Linked DNA regions of Mus musculus: region 1 is linked to region 2. The links are chromatin contacts, called in public promoter capture Hi-C maps. All regions are on one chromosome and are shown on one strand. The core of a region is the stretch at or near the end of the contact, and the rest is flanking DNA. Distances in the headings are between cores, read along the strand shown.

What was found. Promoter capture Hi-C pulls out the DNA fragments that hold promoters and counts their contacts.
Region 1: a contact with region 2 is called in a promoter capture Hi-C map of hippocampal neurons, with 2.6 times the contacts expected there. The contact joins two enhancer-like sites. A contact is called at or near these places in 1 of 39 promoter capture datasets (hippocampal neurons), 1 of 484 Hi-C or Micro-C datasets (embryonic stem cells) and 3 of 115 datasets of contacts at active chromatin or transcription factors (cardiomyocytes, embryonic stem cells and pancreatic cancer cells).

What each region holds. Positions count from the first base shown.
Region 1 is chr7:113,249,307-113,252,433 of GRCm38.p6, forward strand. All of the region lies in intron 2 of Arntl (aryl hydrocarbon receptor nuclear translocator-like), which reads left to right. The region is part of intron 2 of Gm33721 (a long non-coding RNA gene); the gene reads right to left. Among named protein-coding and RNA genes, the nearest start is that of Gm33721, 11 kb to the right of the region's middle. Within about 2 kb of position 1,560, at least 130 of the 459 cell types and tissues checked have an H3K27ac peak or open chromatin away from gene starts, as enhancers often do. A contact at or near this core is called in hippocampal neurons and pancreatic cancer cells, where this site is marked.
Region 2 is chr7:112,662,165-112,665,024 of GRCm38.p6, forward strand. No RefSeq gene overlaps it. Among named protein-coding and RNA genes, the nearest start is that of Gm40451, 11 kb to the right of the region's middle. Within about 2 kb of position 1,302, at least 145 of the 459 cell types and tissues checked have an H3K27ac peak or open chromatin away from gene starts, as enhancers often do. A contact at or near this core is called in hippocampal neurons and pancreatic cancer cells, where this site is marked.

The DNA.
Region 1 (3,127 bases), core at 310-2,809, 590 kb after region 2:
GAATTCAAGGCAGAGCTTGCAACTAGCAGACAGCCTGGTGTGCGTGGGGGTGCTCGGCCCAAAATATCAGATGGATTGGAGTGTTGTTGTGGTGTATAGATTATAATGGGGATAAACTTAGCTTCTGCAGAGATTAATGTTCTCAATTCAGGTCAACTCCAGTTGCCACTTGTCAACTTAAAGACTTGGGGGATTTCAGTTTTAAACATTGTGTTCCCCTCTCTCCCTCTTATCTATTCAAGTGTCTGATTCTTGGGTTGGGAAACGGCAAATTCCAAGGACCTTACCACTGCCAGGCCCAGACTTGCCTGCGGGCCTTTCTTTGGAACTGTTCCAGAGAACCGTGGAGTAGCCTGCTGTTGCTAACAGCGACGGCTATGATGACTGTCACCACCAGAGAGGAGGCCCAGAATTCTCCACCCTGCTCCGGCTGTGGTTGTCAGTGCTTCTGAAGATGGGTCGGGACCTGGATTTGGGTTGCAGGAGCTGAGCCTGGCGTATATTAATTAGGTGGTTGATGGAAAAGTTCTTCCTGACGAGTGGGTTCCTCCTCAAAGGTTGTTACTCTTTGCTGCTTCTAGATTCTAAAAGCCGTGGGTGCTCACTGTAGAAGCAGGGTTGGAATGTTGCATGCCTGGCTTTCAAATTCATCCCCATTGCTTACTAAAGATGAGCAGACAGGCACCCTCCCTGAACTTTGCTTTATCCCATTGTGCACAAAGACCAGTTTCATAGCATTGCATGGGGGCTCTCCTGTTCCAGACCCCTGCTGAGGTCTGTGCACATGCTCATTTCCTCTGTGGGTATGTACAGAGTACTCACTGAAGGCCAGAGATGTTGCCGTGACTCTGCCGAGGGAACCAAGCAAAGCAGAGAGAGTGTCTCTGACCTAATGCTCAGGGGCTAAGAGCAAACACTCATATGTACATGTTAACAGTTAATAGATAATAGAACCCTGTGACACATACAATGGTGGAAAGGACCACTTTGGTTTGAGGCCTCTCTGAAGGGGTTCAGTGCTTTGTGGCCCCCGCTTCCCAGCATTCCTGGAGGTCCACTTCGAAACCCTGTCCCTATAACTATATTGGTCTACACTATGAGTTTTGGGAGCCGGCCCACATTAACACCTCAGTTCTCTTTTGAGAGGTGCCAGCTCACCAAGAGGCTGCCATTCAGAGTGGATCCTTCCCTTCTGGGGTGGGAACTGGCTCCCAGAGCATCTCACTGGCCTCAGATGATGCCCTTTGAGTCCACACCCAAGTGAGCCACCAGCGAGCAGGGAGCCTCCTGTTGGGAGGCAGATTGCTTCTATTCTAGCCTGAGCTCATTTTGCTCCACACTGCTTGGAGCATCCTGGTTTCTAAGGAGCTGGAAGTAATCTCAGTGACACATGGCGCTCACAGACTGCTTCTTAGGCAGTCCTTTAAGGGCTCTGCAGTCTGGTGAATGCCAGAAAGCACTGATGTTTGAGCTGCTAATCAGTAAACCCAGGACCCTGCCCCATGCACCACTGCTTAGGGTGTGGTGAGGACTTGTTGAAGGACCATTTGAGTCTCTGCACTGGGTAGTGGTGCCCCCTGCTGTTCACGAAGCAGCTGTACAGCAGGGCCTGCAGTATCTGACTCACCTGTCATGTTGACAGCTGACCTACTTTTGTTTGACCTTGATTTGTTGAACACAATTAGAAATGCTGCTGGGACTGCACTTCGGCTGCCTGATTTTAAAAGTCTCAGTGTGACAGCCCTCCATCTTAAATGGACACCCAGCCCAGGCCAAAGGATGGTTGGGCGCATAGTGAGTTTTGCAGTAACCTTTGAATTGTAATTCTATCACAAGGAAAAGGCTTAATTCAGGAACACAGATCTGTTATTTGGGACTGGCTGTGAGGCCAGAGCAGCAGGCCTGGATTCCTTGCTACAGGCAGCTTAATCAGGAAATGGCCTAGATGGCTGCCTTTCAAGTAGGTCCTTGCAGTAGCTTGGCAACAGGCACAGGGTCATAATTGGAAGAATTTGGCTCTGAGTGTCTGTGGGTGTTTACAGTGCACTATAGGGCAGGGCTTCTCTTATTTATAGAATATTTAGAGCACCGAGCAGCAGAAGGCTGAAAAGCCACTAAATCTCAATTTAATTTTAACAAATTCTATCTTTCCCTTCATCCCAGAAGGAAGACTGAGTTATTAAAAAAACAGTTAAAAAAATCACTGCAAAGCTTGCAGAATCTAATTATGGGGTTGCCAGCATCAGCCTGCAGCCACTCTCGAAGGGCTTTGTAAATCAGCTGTCCATTGAGTCTGTGAACTTACATGACTTCGGTTCTTCATTTAGATGTAGAGTGAAAGTATTGGCAAGTGAGGACTGATCAGGAAAAACTTCTGGTCTAAATCAGGAGACAGAAGGGATAAATATAGCGTGGCGCACTTCTGCGTCCTCGGAGGGAGATAAAAATCACTCTTCATTGTCCCTTATACTTAGCTGCACACACACACACACACACACACACACACACACAGATCCCAATATTCTAACCACCCATTTCAGGAGTCTGGCTCATTGCAGCAGCAGATCTGTGCCACCCTGAGGAACCACTGGGGTTGTGTTGTCTTGTGGGCCCAGCACTGGGTGAATGTTACCCTGTAGTCTCAGGAAGCCCAAAGCCTGTGCATTTTTGGCTGTGGTCTTGTAGCTAAAGCCAGGAGGATCTGCAGAGACCCTCAGGTTCAGTCCCACCATACTGTAATCACTATTCCAGAGGGGATGCTGCCCAGATTAAAGTAAGTCACAGCAGAAGGGGTACTGGGGTGGGGGGAGCTCCAAGCTTCCTAAGCTCCCAACAGTGCCCTTTTGTGTGACAGACACTCAGGACCAATGACTAAACTGATTTGTGTTTTGCACCTCTGGGGGTGGAGTGGGGGTCACAATCCTAGAAGACAAAGACACTAAGGGAGTTGAATAGTTTTGATGGGTAGGAAGAATGAGTTACAATGGACACCATTAGTCATGTGCTAGGGATGACAAGAATGGGAATTCTGACAAAGGTGACTTCGGTTGATCCTTGACGTCCCCTCCCACAGAGAAGCTCTATGGTCGCTGTAACGTTTCCTCGTGGAAGCAGGTGCAGCACATGT
Region 2 (2,860 bases), core at 52-2,551:
ACTGGGAGATGGCTTATAGTTTTAGAGAGTCAGTCTATTAACATCATGCCAAGGATAGACAGACATGGCGTTGCAGTAGTAGCTGAGAACTACACATCCTCATCTGTAGGTAGGGGTGGGGGTAGGGTGGGAGGGGGGAGGAGGAAGTAGGAGGTGGGGAGAAGGGGCCCAGAGTGAGCTTTTTGGGAACCCCCAAGCCTACCCCCAGTGATATACCTCCTTCAACAAGGCCACATCTCCTAACTCTTCCCAAACTTCTACCAACTGGTGACTAAGCATGCAAATTTATGAGCCTACACAGGAACTCTCATTCAAACCATTGCACCATCTGAGAGCATGGAGACCTTGAAGATGAGGTGAAAGATGACAAAGAGGAAGGAGGCCGCTTGCTCAGTAACGTGAGCAAACCAACAGAAGAGACAGAAGTTTGACAGAACCAGGGCAAGAGGCCCGCTGTGACTGAGTCAACACTGAGACATTGCACATGCTCAAGGCTACCCCACATGTAGGATGTGGGGCTGGGCGTGAAGGATACCCCTGGGCTTCACACAGGTCATCATTACAAGGTGAAGTTTTGCTTGAATAGGCTGCTTAAAGCCAGTCTGAGTAATAAGTTCCTTTGCCCCAGAGGGGCAGCTACTAAGAGGCTGAGCTTAAAAATAAAAGTCACGCAAAACCACTGGAAGTCTGGAAGACTATACATACATACACAGGATTTCAACCTCTGTGGAGCCCTCAGAGAGGAAGTTCTGAGCCCATAGCTGACTGTGGAGCAATGTAAACTTCCTGAACTATGAGAGCAGACTGTAATCCACATAAGCATCCAACGTAAAAGCTACGTTTCCGGTCTGGCATGTAAAAAGCCAGAAGCCTCCCTCCTCACAATGACAAAAAGCTAAGTAAATTGGAAATTCAACCCCTTCTTCCAAGGTCCATTAGAGAAGTGAGGTCATATAGCAAGCCTCTGCTCCCAAATTGGAGAGACTTATAAGCAAACACAAGAGAGTCACATCTTACCAGGTCTGGAATCCAAAAGCTGAAACTTCCCTAGTGGTTCTGCCAGGATTGAGCACATCTGCACTAGGTTGATAAAATACTGCAGGCGCCGCGTGGGCAAGCCTGGGAGATGAAAACTCCAGGGACACCCCGTTCTTGGGGCTCCCAGACTCCTGTGAATTTTGCATCCTGGAGCTCTGATAGGTTCTCATGGTGACTGTCTGAGAAATGCCACCCCCACCCCCAGTGCTTCTGGTAGAGAGAGAAGAGAAACCATGTTGAAATACCAAGCACATTCCAATCTTCTTAGCAACTCCTGCCCCCGGGAGAAATGATTTAACTAGAGCTGAACCAGCTGGAGGTTTAGCAAAGCAGAAATGACAGGGAAAGGGGAGACGCTCAACTCCAGCTGGCTCTCGCCTTCCACGGGGAAGAAAAGAAATACTGAATTCCAGCTCCTTCTAATCCTGCACATGGGCAAGAACCATACCCAGCCCACTCCTGTCTGTTGCCCAAACCAACGGGACTTGCTGGGAAGTATTTGTGATGTTCACAGCCTAAAACCACAGGCTCACTGTGAGACGGAGAGCTAACACAGCCTAGAGTCCTGCATCATACCCAGCTCCTTGCCACCACCTTCTGAGAGAACTAGGGTGACAGTCCCTTCTACCCTAGACATCATGCACAACTCCAACTATCAAGAAAATAATTACAGGGCCTGAAGAGTCAGCTCAGTGGTTAAGAGCACTGGCTGTTCCTTTAGTGGACCTGGTTTAATTCCCATTACTCATATGACAGCTCAAATCTGACTGTAACTCGACTTCCAAGGATCCAATGCTGCCTTCTGACCTCAGGCACCAGGGATACACAAGATGCATGTGTGTGCGTAGAGGCAAAATACCAATACAGAAAAATAAAACCAATTTTGTGTGTGTGCCTGTGTGTAGTTGTGTGTGAATTACAAACTGGGCATATTGCTTCATTGCTGTAATGTTAGCACTCTAGAAGCTGAGGTGTTGTGAGTTCAAAGCTAGTGCCACAGAGTAAGACCCCCCTTCTCTCTCTCTCTCTCTCTCTCTCTCTCTCTCTCTCACACACACACACACACACACACACACACACACACACACCCCATACTAAAAGTAAAAAAACAGGAGTGTGCTGGGAACTGAATTCTGGTCTTCAATGTCCCTAACTCTGGTTAACATTGGTAGCATGTGCAGAGATTTATTTATAGGTCAAATTCTGCCCCAAGAATTTCCTGCCCTATAAACTTCTTCCAGCTTTCTTTTCTTCCCACTTCCTTTGGAATGACTTCACTCCTTTCTTTCCAGTCTCCTAATCTCCAGCCCACTAGGGTTCTTTTGCATATGACTGTTAAAGGTTCTAGCATCATTTGTTGAAAGTCCATACTTTCTCCATCCAGTGGACTTGGTGTCTTTGTCAAAGACAGGCTGATCACCTTTCTCTGGGTCTGGCTTGGTACTACCTTGCTTATTTTTTCACCAACACCACACTGCCTTGATTACTGAAGCCTTCTAGGGAGCATTAGAGTTGTCATAAGTTGTGTTACTTTTTGATAGCTGTTGGTAAAATACCGTGACCAAGGTAACTTATGAACAGACGGGTACGATTGTGCTTACAGTTTCAGAGCATTGTTGTCCATCATGGCAGAGCAGATGTTTTCTGGCAGGAACAATTGAGAGCTCACACCTCCCACCTCAAGCATGAGGTAAAGAACACTAGCTCAAAATGCTGTGAATCTTTTGAAACCTCAAAGCCAGCCCAGTGACACACCTCCTCCAACAGGACCACACCCTCTAATCCTTCCCAAACAGTTCCACTAGCTGGGGACCAAATATTC